2 separate regions of the Ovis aries genome follow, and region 2 is linked to region 1. A link is a contact called in public Hi-C data. All regions are on one chromosome and are shown on one strand. Each heading gives the region's core, a stretch centred on a gene start, on an enhancer-like site or on the middle of the called end of the contact. The rest is flanking DNA. Distances are from core to core; before and after follow the strand shown. Region 1 has its middle 41 kb from the start of ST3GAL5. Region 2 overlaps POLR1A (RNA polymerase I subunit A).

Region 1 (7,548 bases), core at 3,508-6,007:
TCCATGGAATTTCCCAGGCAAGAATACTGGAATGGGTTGCCGTTCCCTTCTCCAGGGGATCGTCCCGATCCAGGGATTGAACCCAGGTTTCTTGCATTGGAGGCAGATTCTTTACCATTGGAGCCACCAGGAATTTGTTACCTGCGAGATGTTGCCTATCAGTTGCCTAAACTGAGTCGTTTAGTGGAAGAGCCCTAGAATTTTCTGCATTTGGAGTCTGAGATCCAGGCTAGCTGGGGAGGAGGCAATGTCCTGCAGGAGACGGACAGGCTAGGCTGTGGCTCTGAAGACTTGAGGGGGAGGCCCCACTGCAGACCTGGGTGTGGGAGAAAAGAGAGCCAGGGTGACCTGTGAGAGTGGATGATTTCTCAGGAAGAGATTACAATCGAAGGGGAAAAGAAGAGATCAAGAGCAGAGACTTGGAGGGGGGAAGGTGAACCCAAGAAGAAGTGGTCAGAGATAGAGCAGGAAGGAGTGAAGTAACTTCAGCTGAAGAGGAGGCCTGACCCGCACAGGAAAGGGGCCAACCAGGAAGGAGGGAAGTAACCTCAGCTGAAGAGGAGGCCTGACCTGCACAGGAAAGCGGCGGACTCCCTGCTCTGGAAGCCCTGTGCTCTGAGAGCTGCCATACACCATATAGACACAAGGTGGCGAGGTGGCGCTGTGGTCCATTCTAACAGCCACTCCTTTTAGTGTTGGGATTTTCTCCCTACTGCGCTTCCAAGGTGGTGCAGTGGTAAAGAATCCGCCTGCCAAGGCAGGAGACACAGGTTCAAGCCCTGGATTGAGAAGATCCCCTGGAGAAGGAAAATGGAAACCCATTCCAGTACTCTTACCTGAAAAATTCCATGGACAGAGGAGCCTGGGAGGCTACCATCCATGGTGTCACAAAGAGTCGGACGCAACTGAGCAAGCACCCACAATTTCTTCCAGGCTACAGTCTGTGGAGTTGCAAACCATTGGACGTGACTGAGCGACTAACACTTTCAGAGGGAAATTAATTTGTGTTGCCCTCCCCACAACCCTCCCTCTCCATGCCCTCTTTTTTTGTTGTTCAGTTGCTCAGCACGCCAGGCTTCCCTGTCCATCACCAGTTCCCGGAGCTTGCTCAAACTCGTGTCCATCAAATCGGTGATGCCATCCAAACATCTCATCCTCTGTTGTCCCCTTCTCCTGCCTTCAGTCATTCCCAGCATCAGGGTCTTTTCCAGTGAGTCAGTTCGTTGCATCAGGGGGCCAAAGTATTGGAGCTTCAGATTCAGCATCAGTCCTTCCAGTGAATATTCAGGACTGATTTCCTTTAGGATTGACTGCTGGATCTCCTTGCAGGACAAGGAACTCTCAAGAGTCTTCTCCAACACCACCGTTCAAAAGCATCCATTCTTTGGCGCTCAGCCTTCTTTATGGTCCAATTCTCACATCCATACATGACAACTGGAAAAACCATAGCTTTGACTAGACAGACCTTTGCCATCAATGTTTCTGCTTTTTAATATGCTGTCTAGGTTGGTCATAGCTTTTCTTCTAAGGAGCATGTGTCTTTTAATTTCATGACTACAGTCACCATCTGCAGTGATTTTGGAGCCCAAGAAAATAAAGTCTGTCACTGTTTCCGTTGTTTCCCCATCTATTTGCCATGAAATGATGGGACCAGATTCCATGATTTTAGTTTTTTGAGTGTTGAGTTTTAAGCCAGATTTTTCACTCTCCTCTTTCACTCTCATCAAGAGACTCTTCAGTTTCTCTTCGCATTCTGCCATTGGGGTGGTGTCATCTGCATATCTGAAGTTATTGATATTTCTCCCAGCAATCTTGATTCCAGCTTATGCTTCATCCAGACTGACATTTCGCATGATGTATTCTGCATAGAAGTTAAATAAGCAGGGTGACAATATGCAGCCTTGACATACTCCTTTTCCAATTTGGAACCAGTCCATTGTTCCATGTCCGGTTTTAATTGTTGGTTCTTGACCTGCACACAGGTTTCTCAGGAGGCAGGTAAAGTGGTCTGGTATTCCCATCTATTTAAGAATTTTCCACAGTGTGTTGTGATCCACACAGTCTAAAGTCTTTAGCATAATCAATGAAGCAGAGCTAGATGTTTTTCTGAAGTTCTCTTGCTTTTTCTATGATCCAATGGATGTTGGCAATTTGATCTCTGGCTCCTCTGCCTTTTCTAAATCCAGCCTGAACATCTTTAAAAGATGAGAAACCCAGAAAAGGATGTAGTTTGTCCCAAAGCATACAGGGGTGTCATGCATGTCATGTACAAGGGGTACAGCAGGGCCGAGCTACTCACCAGGCCCAGCTCTCCAGCACCACCTACTTTTCAGTCTTATCAGCAGTGAAATCACCTTTCTTGGTTTTTCTCATCCTTTCTGTTTCGGAGTTCCCCACCCAACCCACCTCCATTATCCTTCCACCTGCAGCCAGCCTCTAAGATAATGTTTCAGTATAAACTGAAGGAGGTTAGACACATCACGAATACCCTCTGGTGGTTCCATCTTACCCTGATATTCATCTTACCCTGGCCTACAGGGCTTCCTGCCTCTGCAAGCTTGACCCTGAGTCTATCTATGCTTGCCTTTTGGGTTTGCCCTGATAAAGCTGGTCGTGCAGTGCCACCTCCATCAGCCCGTTTGCTCTGTTTCCCGGCTCTTCCCCTCTCCCCCACCGAGCCTTTGGTCTCAGGCTGACTCCCTGGGCATCCCCTACATTCTCCACAATGCCCTCTCCTCTGCTCTATGCCTGTGTCGTCATGCTCAGGTCTTTAACATTTCCTTCCCCTCTAACAGCGGGGTGGGAGGCCAGGGTCCATTCTGTCCGCAGCCTGCCCATCAGGGTCCAGTCATGGTTCTAGGAAGGCTGTTGCACTAACAGTGACTGTGCTGGCAAAGCAGAGATAACTGGCACCAGGTGTCACAGGACAGGATCGTCAGGGGCTAGCCAAGTACTAAGTACTAAGTACTGAGTACTAAGATACAGCCAAGAGCATCTGTTTGGAACGGATGAGCAGAGCATCAGCTGTTTTCAGCATTTGACCAAATGGTGTTCAGTACAGAACAGTCTGCCAGAATGGTTAGCCAGAGCCACAAAATCAAGTCGGCAGCAGGACCCCTCACTGTTGGTCTCACTTTTGTATTCTAGGAGCTGATATATTTCAGTGTGTGTGTAAAAAAAAAAAAACACAACACTGAAACTTTGTTTCAATTCCAAGTTTTGGAGAATTTGGGGCTGCACCTGGAGCAGGTAGGCGTCAACATGGCCTTTGTTCTGACTTGGCCAGACCCTCTCCCAGAGATGGAGACAGCAGACCCTGGACCCAGATGATGACAATAATGTGAAAGCATGCCACTGCTTGTGGACATACCGACTTTGGTCTGTTGGCCCATAGGATCAATGCTTCAAAATATTCCCCTCTCCTTCTCTCATACAGCAAGGCTGGGAACTTTCCTGGTGGTCCAGTGGTTAAGAATCTGGCTTCCAATGCAGGAGACGCAGGTTTGATCCCTGGTCAGGGAACTAAGATCCCACATGCCTCCGCACAATTAAGCCAGAATGCCACAACTAGTGAAATCCCACACACTGCAGCCAAGACCCAGTGCAGCATCACCCCTCCCTCTGCCACCAAAAAAAAAATAAAAGTATCAATGGGTGTTAACAGAGGTTTTAGATTTCCTCAGTGCATAAGCCAGACAGATGCAGGGTTACTGCAACACAAGTTTGTTATGCAAAGGTCATACACAGAGACTTCAAAAAGGCTAAGGAAACAAAAAATGATCTAAATTGGCTTTCCTTCTATTTCATATCTTAAGGCTAAATGATATTTAACATTGTTTTTTATTTTTCCAGAAGTATCTAAAATTGGACAACAGAGATCAGATAGTCCTTGTTTCTACAGGAAGTTTTGACATTTGACAAACAGAAACAAGTCTCTGGTTTTTAAATCTGGCTCCCTGCTCCAGGCCAGAAACTCCTCAGTTGTCAGCTCAATTCTGCCAACTTCCTGAAGAGAAAGGATTCTTTCTAGTTGGAGAGACGCTAAATCAATGTTCAGTATAGGATGTGAACAGGGGGTGGGGTGGGCAGAAGAAAGGGAAGACAGGAAGAAAATCAGGACTAGCTCTTTATAGAGAGAGGTTTGGGAAAAATTCTGGAAAGACTTTGAAGCAGCTGCAGGCTGAGGTGCAAGGGTCAGGAGAACCCTTTCTGAAAGTTACTCCGAATGTCTTGGCATCAATACTTTGTGTGTGTGTATGCTTAGTCACTCAGTTGTATCCAACTCTTTGCAAGCCCATGGACTCTGGCCCGCCAGGCTCCTCTGTCCATGGAATTTTCCAGGTAAGCTACTGGAGCCAGTTGCCATTTCCTATTCCAGGGGATCTTCCCAACCCAGGGATTGAACCCAAATCTCTTGCATCTTCTACACTGGCAGGCAGACTCTTAATCACTGCACCACCTGGGAAGCCCATAAATACTTTTTAAAAAACAAAAAATAGGGCACTAGGAATAAGTATATAAAACAATGAGTATGGTGATTATACTGTTTAAAGTCAAAATCAGGATATTTGACCTGCTAATTGGACAGTGTAATTGGAACTGAGACTGACCACCCCTTCCAGATGTGGGGCTCCAGGCCGGCATGCATCCATGAACTGGAAATGCTTGGCTGTAGAGCAAAAGGTCGACCAGATGGTTTCCTGTTCCTGATTAGGCTTCCAGATCATGCATGGTGGTGGTGTTGAGAGAGCAGGAGAGGTTAGTAAGAGGACAGAGTCTGTCCTTCTGACTTCTCCTCAGCTCACCCCTCAGGACCACAGTGCACACTGTGTCCCTAAATTTAGGTCAAATTTGCTAAGAAAAGTGACATAAATGAGCCATAGGCAAGACAGGGAGGAAAAGACCACTGCTGGGACATTCCTCTCAATCTTTTGTTTTGGGACAAGACTTTTGGTTTACACTGGAATCTACAGTTTTGCTTGTTTGGAGTATGTGTATGCGTGTATGATCTGAATCTCACTCACTCTTTATACTGGAAGAGGAAGCAGCTTCAGGACAAGACCTGAGTCAGAAGGCAGTTTTTTTTTTTTTTGGCCGCCCCTCATGACTTGTGGGATTTTAGTTCCCTGATCAGGGATTGAGCCTGGGCCCCAGCAGTAAAAGCGCTGAGCCCTAACCACTGGACAAACAGGGAATTCCTGTGTCCACCGTTATTTTAAAGACTGCCCAGTTCAAAATGCGTCGTGTCTTTTGCAATTTTCTTTTTTGTATGTATTTATTCATTTCTCTGCCTCCAGTCTTACCTGGGACATGCCGGATCATCCTTATGTCATGAAGGACCTTTCACGGCAGTGCAGGGACTCTCTAGCTGTGGTGTGCGGACTCAGTAATTGCTGCTTGCTGGTTTAGTTGCCCCGTGGCATGTGGGATCTTAGTTCCCCAACCAGGAATCAAACCCAAGTCCCCTGCCTTCCAAGGCAGATTCTTAACCACCGGACCACTGGAAGTCCTTATCGTCTTTTAAAAATTATCTTTATCGAGTAAACCATGTATAGTTTTTTTTTTTTTAAAGAGAAATGTGTAGGTAAAATAGAGATGTATTATCTTGGTTTCCAATTTCCATACAATAAACTCACTAAGACTTCCTTGACTGCAAACCTTTGATTCAGGAATTCCTGTTAAGAGTCAGAAACCCCAACCCACATTGCAATACATACCTCTCGGCGGGTCTTTGAAAAGATAAGGTACACAGATTAAACTTCTATTTTAGAAACTTCTGCAATAAATTGGTTTTCAAAAACATATGGACATGATACAGCCATTAAACAGACTTAATAAGCTTTCACACATTCTTCAAAATATCATTTAAATTGTTAGGATAATTATGTAAAGAAAAAGTGATATTATAGAACTCATGTCCAGCTGTTTGATGTTCAAAAATCAACATATGAGGACTTCCCTGGTGGTCCAGTAGAAAAGAATCTGCTTACCAATGCAGGGGATACGGGTTCAATTCCTGATCTGGGAAGATTCCACATGCCACAGGACAGCTGACCTTGGCTCCACAACTACTGAGCCCGTGCTCCAAAACAAGAGCAGCCACCACAGTGAGAAGTCTGAGCATCACAACAAAGAGCAGCCCTTGCTCACCGCAGCTAGAGAAAGTTTGAGAACAGCAACAAAGACCCAGCATAGCCAAAAATAGATATTTTGAAAAAATCAATAGGCAAGACAGAGATAACTGTTGGTAGAAAGGAAAGTTACTTTTAGTTAGAGTGCCAGCTGTCTGGGGAGAGGCTGGACTCAATGCCACGCTCCAAACCATCTCCAAAGGTTATGCTCAGCCCTGAAAGTTTTTAAAGGGAAAAAGGGAAAGTAATCTCAGTTAATCACTGAGAAAGGGGGTCAGAGTCCTCGCCATCCCCCACGGTGTGTAGCCTTGTCGACTTCTGATTTTTCTTTAGGTGCTCTCTTGTTCGCACAGTCTGTTCTCAAGATTTCTGCTTCTTTGATCAACAGAAAGAACCAACACGTTAGGCAAGGTATCGTGTGATCAAAAGATCTGAAAGATGTGTGAGGGCTTGAGGTGAGAAGAGCATGGGTGGAGCCTGGTTTAAAGTTAGTGCCAAGGAATCTCCTGCAGAGAACTCTTTCCTGCCCAAAGCGCTTACTGTGACTGCATTTATTGCATTAATCACCTGTATTTCCCTTCTTCTTAGCATAAAAGACTTCCTTAACCCAGCTTATAGACCCAAGAGTTCACCGTTAACAATCTTAAACCATCTGCTGACTGTCTTCAAATTCCATCAAAGATATCAAATAAAATCAAACATATTTGGATTTCTCTGTGGCCACCTGACAGAGCAGGGGACATCAGTTCAATTCCTGGTCTGGGAAGATTCCACGTGCCTCAGAACAACTAAGCCCGTGCCCAGCAACTACTGAGCCTGTGCTCTAGAGCCCTCGTGTTGCAACTGCTGAAGCCCATGTGCCTAGAACTCCACAAGAGAAGCCACCGCAGTGAAAAGCCTCAGCATCACAACAAGGAGTAGCCCTCACTAGCTGTAGCTAGAGAAAGCCCGTGTGCAGCCATGAAGATCCAGTGCAGCCATAAGAAAGAAAGAAAAATCTTAAAACATCAAACATGTTTATTTAATGCCTACAGTAGGCAAGTTCTTCTTGTGGGTGCTATGGTTTAGTCGCTAAGTCATGTTCGACTCTTGCAACCCCATGGACTATAACTTGCCAGGCTCTTCTGCCCATGGGATTCTCCAGGCAAGAATACTGGAGTGGGTTGCCATTTCCTTCTCCAGGGAATCTTCCCAACCCAGGAATCGAACCCGGGTCTCTTGTATTGCAGGCAGATTCTTTACTGACTGAGCTATGAGGGAAGCCCATTGAGCTAAGTGGGTGCTATAGATGGAATAAAATATAAAATTCTGTCACTAAAGAGTTTATAACTTAGTTCCAGATGTACTCTCAAATTCTCATTGCTTTAGGACTGATAGTCAATTTCTTCCCACCCCAAATGAGTCATCCTGAGAGGAT
Region 2 (7,548 bases), core at 2,894-5,393, 270 kb after region 1:
GTGAGTTCTGAGCTGCTGAATATTAAAACCCTTTGGTGCTTCAAATGGCATATACCTATGTTAGAGACTCTTGAGAAGTCCCATGGAAAGGAACTCGCTGAACACTGGCCAGCCTGTGTGAATGGCACCCCCACCCCAACCCCCGTCACCCTGCCCGGTGCTCCCCGCCCTCTGGCCCTCTCCCCCTCTGCCGACGCACTGACCACTGCCTGACAGAGTATTTATGTATAGACTGTGCCCAACTTAGGATTTTTCGGACTCTGTAACGGTGTGAAAGTAACACGTATTTGGTAGAAATCATACTCCCCATTTTGAATTCTGGTCTTTCTCTGGGCTTGTGAAACGTGGTGTGATATTCTTGTGAGGGTGCGCAGGGGCAGTAAGCCTCAGCTGCTGGCTGTCGGCCCTGGGATCATAAATATCCCATACACTTAGAGCCATCCTGTTGTTCATTTTCAGGACAGTGTTCAATAACTTCTATGAGACATTCAACACTATTACAAAATCAGCTTTGCACTGGATGATTTTGCCCAACGGTAGGCTAACATAAGTGTTCTGAGCAGGTTTAAGGTGGGTTAGACTAAGCTATGCTGTTCAGTAGGTTAGGTCCATTAAATGCACTTTTGACATATGGCATTTTTAACTTACCACCACATCATCATAAGTCGAGGAATATCCTTACTTGTCTTATCTGTTGATGTGTCTCCACCACTGGAATATAAGCTTCACAAGGACACACTAGTCTTGTCTGGTTCATGACTGGGTCTCTAGCTTATCCCCCAACCTTCACCTCCCCTGCTTCTATAACACCTGTCCACAGTGCTCAATGGGAAGGGTGTGCACAAGAGATCAAGAGGCAGTTTCACACGCTCTGCTCCTGAAAACCATCCTGTGAGCAACAGGCCACCATGGCCCTAGGCTTAGGGCAGGCCTGGAGGTGGGCAGAGGGGGAACTTAGTCCCTCCAGTACCAAATGAACCAAGATCCAAGAAAGAGAAGACCGCTGAAGGTGGAAAGAGGAGCAACACTAAAGGTCTCTCCTGAAGCTGGGGACCCTGGAGGCACCATGAGCCTAAAGCCAACAGAGGTCCCTGTCCTCCTCTGTCCAAAGAAAGCAATGAACAGGTCACAGGCCCCTCCTCCCAGGGCCTCGGACTCAGGAATGTCACCACTGGGCTTCCCCGTGCTTTTCCCTGCCACCTGACCCAGCTTCCGGATGCAGAGACCCCTGGTACCCAGGAATGGGTGTTCTCTGACTCTTGTCCCCTCACACAAGAGCCCTTGCCTAGGAAGCCCACGTGTGCCTGGGGGACAAGGAGGCAGCACGCAGGAGACCATCAGAACACTCGAGCTCTGCTCTCTGCTCCTTGCCAGTCCTCCCCTGAGAGTGGCAGGGCGGTGTGTGAGGAAATGAGCTGCTCCGCAGGGAGAATTAAACCATCTTCTATTACTGACCTCCAGGCCCATTAAGGAGGAAGATGATGAAGGAGCTGTTGCTAATGAGTACCGCAGCCTCAAGTGGTGGGGAAGTGAGAAAAGAAAACTGGCTCCCTAAGGAAACACTAATGGGTGGACAGGGCAAACTGCCTACCCCTGACGATCTGGGAGTGACGCCTGCTCCCTGGGGCTCTCTTCCTTCCTCCGCGGCTGACTCCTGATGCCAGGCAAGTACACGGGACAGAAAGCCCCGCTCCCTCCTCATCTCTGTCATGTATTCCATCTGTCTAGAAAGCTTTAATGACTAGACCAAGATGGGCAGGAAGAGGAGAGGCGGGTGGGATATGCACCCTATAGGCTGCGCCCTGGTAGCCCAGGAGCAGGGGTCTTCCTTGTGGGTGGAGCGTGTCTGGAGACCTGGCGGGGAGTGAGGGCAACGCCATGGCCTCAGGGTCCCCTTCTAAAGACTCAATATGGGGAGAGGCAGATGCTGTCTTCACCCAAGCCACCATGATCCCAAGCCTTCTCCCCAGCCTTTCTCGCCACTCCCATCTGCCACCTAACAGCACACACCATGGGAATTCCAATTTCGTTGGTGTTGATGTACATGTCCGGGCAGATGACCGAGCGGGCTGCGTAGTCTACGCGCTTCCCCATCATGTGCTTTCGGAACAAACCATCCTTCTTCTCCAGGATCTTTATGGGGGAAAAGTCCACAGCAATCATTAAAAAAATTTAAAAATCAAGACTTAAAATTATTAAGTTGTTAGAAAATATATGTTGCTGTTTTTTCGTTGCTAAGTCATGTCCAACTCTTTTGTGACCCAATGGACTGTAGCCCACCAGCCTCCTCTGTCCATGGGATTCTCCAGCCAAGAATTCTGGAGTGGGTTGCCATTTTCTCCTCCAGGAGATCTTTCCAACCCAAGGGTTGAACCCACATCTCCTGCACTGGCATGTGGGTTCTTTACCACTGAGCCACCAGGGAAGCTCTAGAACATATATATGCCATATTTAATTGTGGGCACAACTTAGCAATTGAGCATGAGTATGAAAGATGATACTTCTATTATTCACAAGCTTGTATAATGGTAACGGGTTGGCGAGAAAGGATGGATAAACCCAAACTTTTTGGCCAACCCAATACTATGCACATATTTATTATGTTTGGGTTTTTTGGTCTGCAATTTTAGTTTCATTCACTTCTTCAGTTAGGGCCATCTTTTATTAATATCTTCTTTTATTCCTCTTTCAGTTATTTTATACAGCTGAAATAAATCTTTCATATTTTACACTAAAAAATAATAAAATAAAAAGTAAACCAAAACTATAGTAGTGCCAATTGGTTAAAATAAAACAATCACTGTCAAGGAAAAAAAAAACAAGTATGGTTACTATTTTCTTCCTTAAGACAAACATGTTTATTATTTAACCCCTTCGGCTAGCAATGGGGATCCAACTGCTCACCTGTCTAATACCGGGGTACTTTTCCATCATTAATTTGTCCATCTCGCTATCAAACACAATATTAACGTGGCTCTGAAGGCGAATCCAAATGTTGTAAAGTCTGTCTGTGAGGGACTGGCCTGGAAGCTGACTCAGAAAGGATCGGTCCATAGTCATCGAAGAATCTTTTTCCTGCCAAGACACAACCAAGGAAAACGGGCGTGATGGAAAGCCCTCAAGAAGGCCAGGCCTGGTTCCGCTTTTCTTTCACTTGAGCTTTGACAAATGATGAACTCTGAAGTTGGCCTTTAAGTCTTTTGAACTTGACAGATTTGTGGCCCAAGTGCTCATAAATCAATCTTGTCTGTGTGCATCGACAACATATGAGGCGGTAAGCTGCCCTAGAGCACCACCAACTGACCGACTGTCTGGCCACCTGGACTGGGCCCCTTGGGCTGGGTATGTACGACACAGGAGAGAGACAAATGGTCCCTCGACCCAATGAGAGAAGAAACCTGTCAGCACTGATGAAGGGGGATCCAGTAAGTGAGCATGTCATGCAACCCTCTGGTGATAAAGTGGGCCTGTCCTCAATCCTGAGGAACAGAAGACTTCTCAGTTATAGAGAAGACAGGTGTGGTTTCTATTTTGGCTGAAGGAGCCTCCCAGGGACCCCTGTATGATGACAGCACCCCTGTCAGACTAACTCACTTCTGAAGGTATCAGCTGACTCAGGGCCACAAACCTACTTGTGAAATGGGTGAGACCAGTCTCACTGGTGTATCCTCAGTGCCTGGAATGGTGTACGCCTAGTCACACCCAGGCATTCATGATTCATGAGAGGGCCACTGTGCAAGTATGGGAAGAAAGAACCCTTGCTATTGATCAGATGGAAAAGAGGGCACTGTGACTTCAGGCAGCAATGACCTTAGGAATCTGAGAGGATGCTGCTCATTTCTGCCGAGATTTAGCTTTTTTCTTGGACAAAGGCTACCCTACTTTCAAGAGACATCAACATAAAATCCTTAGCTCTGGTCACTGGACGTGGCAATCCTATGGCCATCTCTCTGAAACTAGACCAGAACCTGCAGACGGCAGATATCTCTAATATTGAGCACTTTTTTAAAAAGCACATTTACACAGGCAGATCAGAAAACTTAAGCAAAACCAAAGAAATCCAAGCAGAAAGGCTGAGTAACCCACACACGGGTGTCCCTGACAGACTGTGGCGCCACCTGGTGATGGGCCGGTCCTACTCAGGGAAGGGAGCCTGGGAGCCTGTCTGGTCTACTTAAGGCTGAGACAGTCCTTCCTATTTGCATTTAGAAAGCGTCTTAAAGCTGGGAAGGATGTCAGCAATCTCAACAAACTTCCTGAGTGCCTGACTCATCTTTATACGCACTGTAGACCTAGCATACTAAAAGGGATTCAGGAAACGTCTGCTGAAACAGGAAAATGGAATTCAGCTCCACCATTTATTGGGGAGAAAACTGAGCCCCAAATCTGACACTCCCATTCCAGGAAACTCCTCCAAATGCCAACACTGACTTCCTGACCCTGATGCTAGAGATCTTCATGAGCCAAAATCAGACCTAGGTGGCACGGGTCTCTGGTACCAGAGCCCAGTAGGGCCAGGCTCAGAGCCTGAGGACCACAGACTGTTCTTTCTAGAACTGCCAGTGAGAGCAGGTAGCCCAGACCACAATCACGGGTAAAACCTCCCCACAGATCACTCATTTTATTGTGGAGATGGGAACAAGAAACCAAAGCAACTCAATCAAGGTCACTGGGCACAGTCATTGGGGTCATGCTCAGACCCACACTTTCCCCCAGACATTGCCCAGTCCTGCCAAACCCATGGCGCACACACAACCATACAGAATTGCCAACCAGTATCTCCCAGGACCCACAGCATTCAGCACCCACAGCGTAGGAAGCTAGAACTATGATATCAGCTCTTGACCTCTTCTGTGGTGGGTGCTGCCACCTCACTTGGCAGCTCCTGTTCTTGGGCCATCAGTGCCAGAAGTTTTCGGATCAGAACCACGTCCTTCATGACAGCCTGCAAGTTCACCGTCTGCCCGTTGGTGAACATCTGGTCCCCAAGGCGGTTGACAGGGCGATACCTGCAGGAGGACATGTGGAATCAGTGAACACTTCCCTCAGCCTCTTATCCATCCCTACTCACATGCCCCCAGCTCCAAAGGAAACCCACATTCCTCCTGCACTCAGGAAAAATGAAGAGGAAAATAGTCCCACCACCTGCCAGCTGGGAGTGGAACTGCTGCTCTATTTTTCAGCACCTTTGACCCTTCCTTTCTCTCCCAGAGGTCATTATTCAATTATTCCATAAACCTTTTTCAGGTGAAATAAAGCCAATGAAAGGGTATTACCTTGAGGGTGGTACCACCAAGAAATCCAGAAAGAACATACTGGGGTTGAACCTGGACTCCATGCCAACATCTTCCAGTCCCAAAAAAAGGTAATTCAGAAAGAACCCTGTGTTTGAAATAAATCAAAAAGATCATTTAAACCTATACATTAAGAGCATGGAAGGATGACCACAAAAATTTTTACAAAAAGCCCAGAATATAGGACAATACGGAGAATAAGATCACGTGTCTCCATAAAAACTAATGAAGGAATTGCCTGGCGGTCCAGTGGTTAAGACTCTGCACTTCCACTGCAAGGGGTGCACGGTCCATCCCTGGTCAGGGAACCAAAATCCCACATGCCACGTGGTGCAGTGAAAAAAAATAACAATAATGAAAATAAATAAGCAAATAAAATACATTAAAAAAAAATAAGGTGAGTTACACTGCACCTTCAAGACACATGTCAAACTGTATTAAGCAATGCCCACCACAGCTATCATTTAATGATCAGGCTCAGTTACAGTAATCATCAAGTTCATGGTTCAAGGAATAAAGACATTTCCCACACTGTAAATCATCAATGATAATGTACCCTGAAGCCTGCCCCAAATCTATGGCTCAGTTTCAGGAGAGATCTACAAGAATCACAATTTTGAAAACATAAAAAGGCAGGGTAAAGGAGTCCAGGAAGTCAGTGGGCTGTTTCTTTAGCCTGGCACAGCACCTTCATTTTTCCAAAGAGCTATGAGGTGTTCTTGAGCACTGGAGGGTGTCAGGTATCCTCGTTTTCCCATCTGAGCTTCCTCAATTCCTGGAGTGGAAGAGGGCAATTGAGCACAGTAAGTCAATTACAGACACCCTTTCCGTAATGGGATTTAGCAATTCCTTTCCCCACTCCTCCAAGCCTGCAATCTGACCAAAAAATCAATCTCTAGAGACTTCCCTAGCGGTCCAGTGGCTAAGGCCCCACACTCCTAATACAGAGGCCCTGGGTTTGATCCTGGATAGGAAAACGAGATCCCACATGCTGAGGCAGCCAAAGAAACAAATTAAAATAAATAAATATATTTTTTTAAAAAAGTCAATCTCTAGGACAACCTACTCTCTGCTATGGATTTTCCCCCACCTTAATCTAATTTCTAAAGTAATGAAAACCAAACAACTATTGTATGAAACCTAAAAGGTGGAGCCAAAGGGGGGAAAAAATCACCCACAATTATATCATGTTATCACCATGACCACTTTTATATATTCTTTTCTGGTCCTTTGGTTTATTAAGTTTTAGATCATTACAATTTCAGGTGTGGATTTACTCTGTACCACTCTGCTAATTTAGTGTCATCTTGCGAGCATTTCTGCATGTTGCCCTATACCTTGTGTCTCACCATCATTTTTATTTTATTTATTTATCTGGCTGTATCGGGTCACTTAGCGGCGGCACACAGGATCCTCCGTTGCAGTGTGCAGGCTTACTTGCTTTATGGCACATGGGATCTTAGTGCCCCAACCAGGGATTGAACCCACATCCCCTGTACTGCAAGGCAGATTCTTAACCACTGGACCACATGGAAGTCCCTTGCCATCATTTTTTTTTTTTTTTAACCCCCCTCCCACTTCCCTCCCCATAACATCTCTCTGGGTCATCCCCATGCACCAGCCCCAAGCATGCTGCATCCTGCGTCAGACATAGACTGGCGATTCAATTCTTACATCATAGTATACATGTTAGAATGTCATTCTCCCAAATCATCCCACCCTCTCCCTCTCCCTCTGAGTCCAAAAGTCCGTTATACACATCTGTGTCTCTTTCCCTGTCTTGCATACAGGGTCGTCATTGCCATCTTCCCAAATTCCATATATATGTGTTAGTATACTGTATTGGTGTTTTTCTTTCTGGCTTACTTCACTTTTAATTGCAGCATGATATTCCTGAGAGGATGTTTTTGTAAGTGACTTAACCACCTTCTAATAGTTGGACATCTGAGCTGACTCCAATTTTTTTTTATTACTTTAAGTCACACTGTGATAAATAGCTTTAGGCACATGGCTTTTACCAGAAAGGTTCACAGCAGGAGAATTATGGATAAATGAAGATGAACATTTTTATGGGTAAATGTATATTCAGTTTCTTCTTACAGCTATCATGCTGGTGATAAGTAGGTGGATCTTGATTTCTCAGATTAACCAAGATCACTCTGGGATACTCTTTAATCAGCCACTCCCAGAGTAAGTCACATTCAGGAGGTGTGGCCCCAAGCATTTAGATGATTAAGAAAGTGAGTAATGTGAC

The links. Hi-C and Micro-C count contacts between places; a contact is called where the count stands out from the background.
Region 2: a Hi-C map of liver shows a contact between it and region 1, with 5 times the contacts expected there. The contact joins two enhancer-like sites. A contact is called at or near these places in 14 of 16 Hi-C or Micro-C datasets (blood, hypothalamus, liver and 6 more).

What each region holds. Positions count from the first base shown.
Region 1 is chr3:57,727,479-57,735,026 of ARS-UI_Ramb_v3.0, forward strand. No RefSeq gene overlaps it. Among named protein-coding and RNA genes, the nearest start is that of ST3GAL5, 41 kb to the right of the region's middle. Within about 2 kb of position 4,758, at least 3 of the 54 cell types and tissues checked have an H3K27ac peak or open chromatin away from gene starts, as enhancers often do. A contact at or near this core is called in liver, where this site is marked.
Region 2 is chr3:57,996,003-58,003,550 of ARS-UI_Ramb_v3.0, forward strand. It overlaps POLR1A (RNA polymerase I subunit A), which reads right to left. Exons shown (of 33, transcript XM_060412103.1): 7 at 5,983-6,069; 8 at 5,277-5,382; 9 at 4,847-5,009; 10 at 2,905-3,075; 11 at 2,011-2,133. Among named protein-coding and RNA genes, the nearest start is that of POLR1A, 23 kb to the right of the region's middle. Within about 2 kb of position 4,144, at least 8 of the 54 cell types and tissues checked have an H3K27ac peak or open chromatin away from gene starts, as enhancers often do. A contact at or near this core is called in liver, where this site is marked.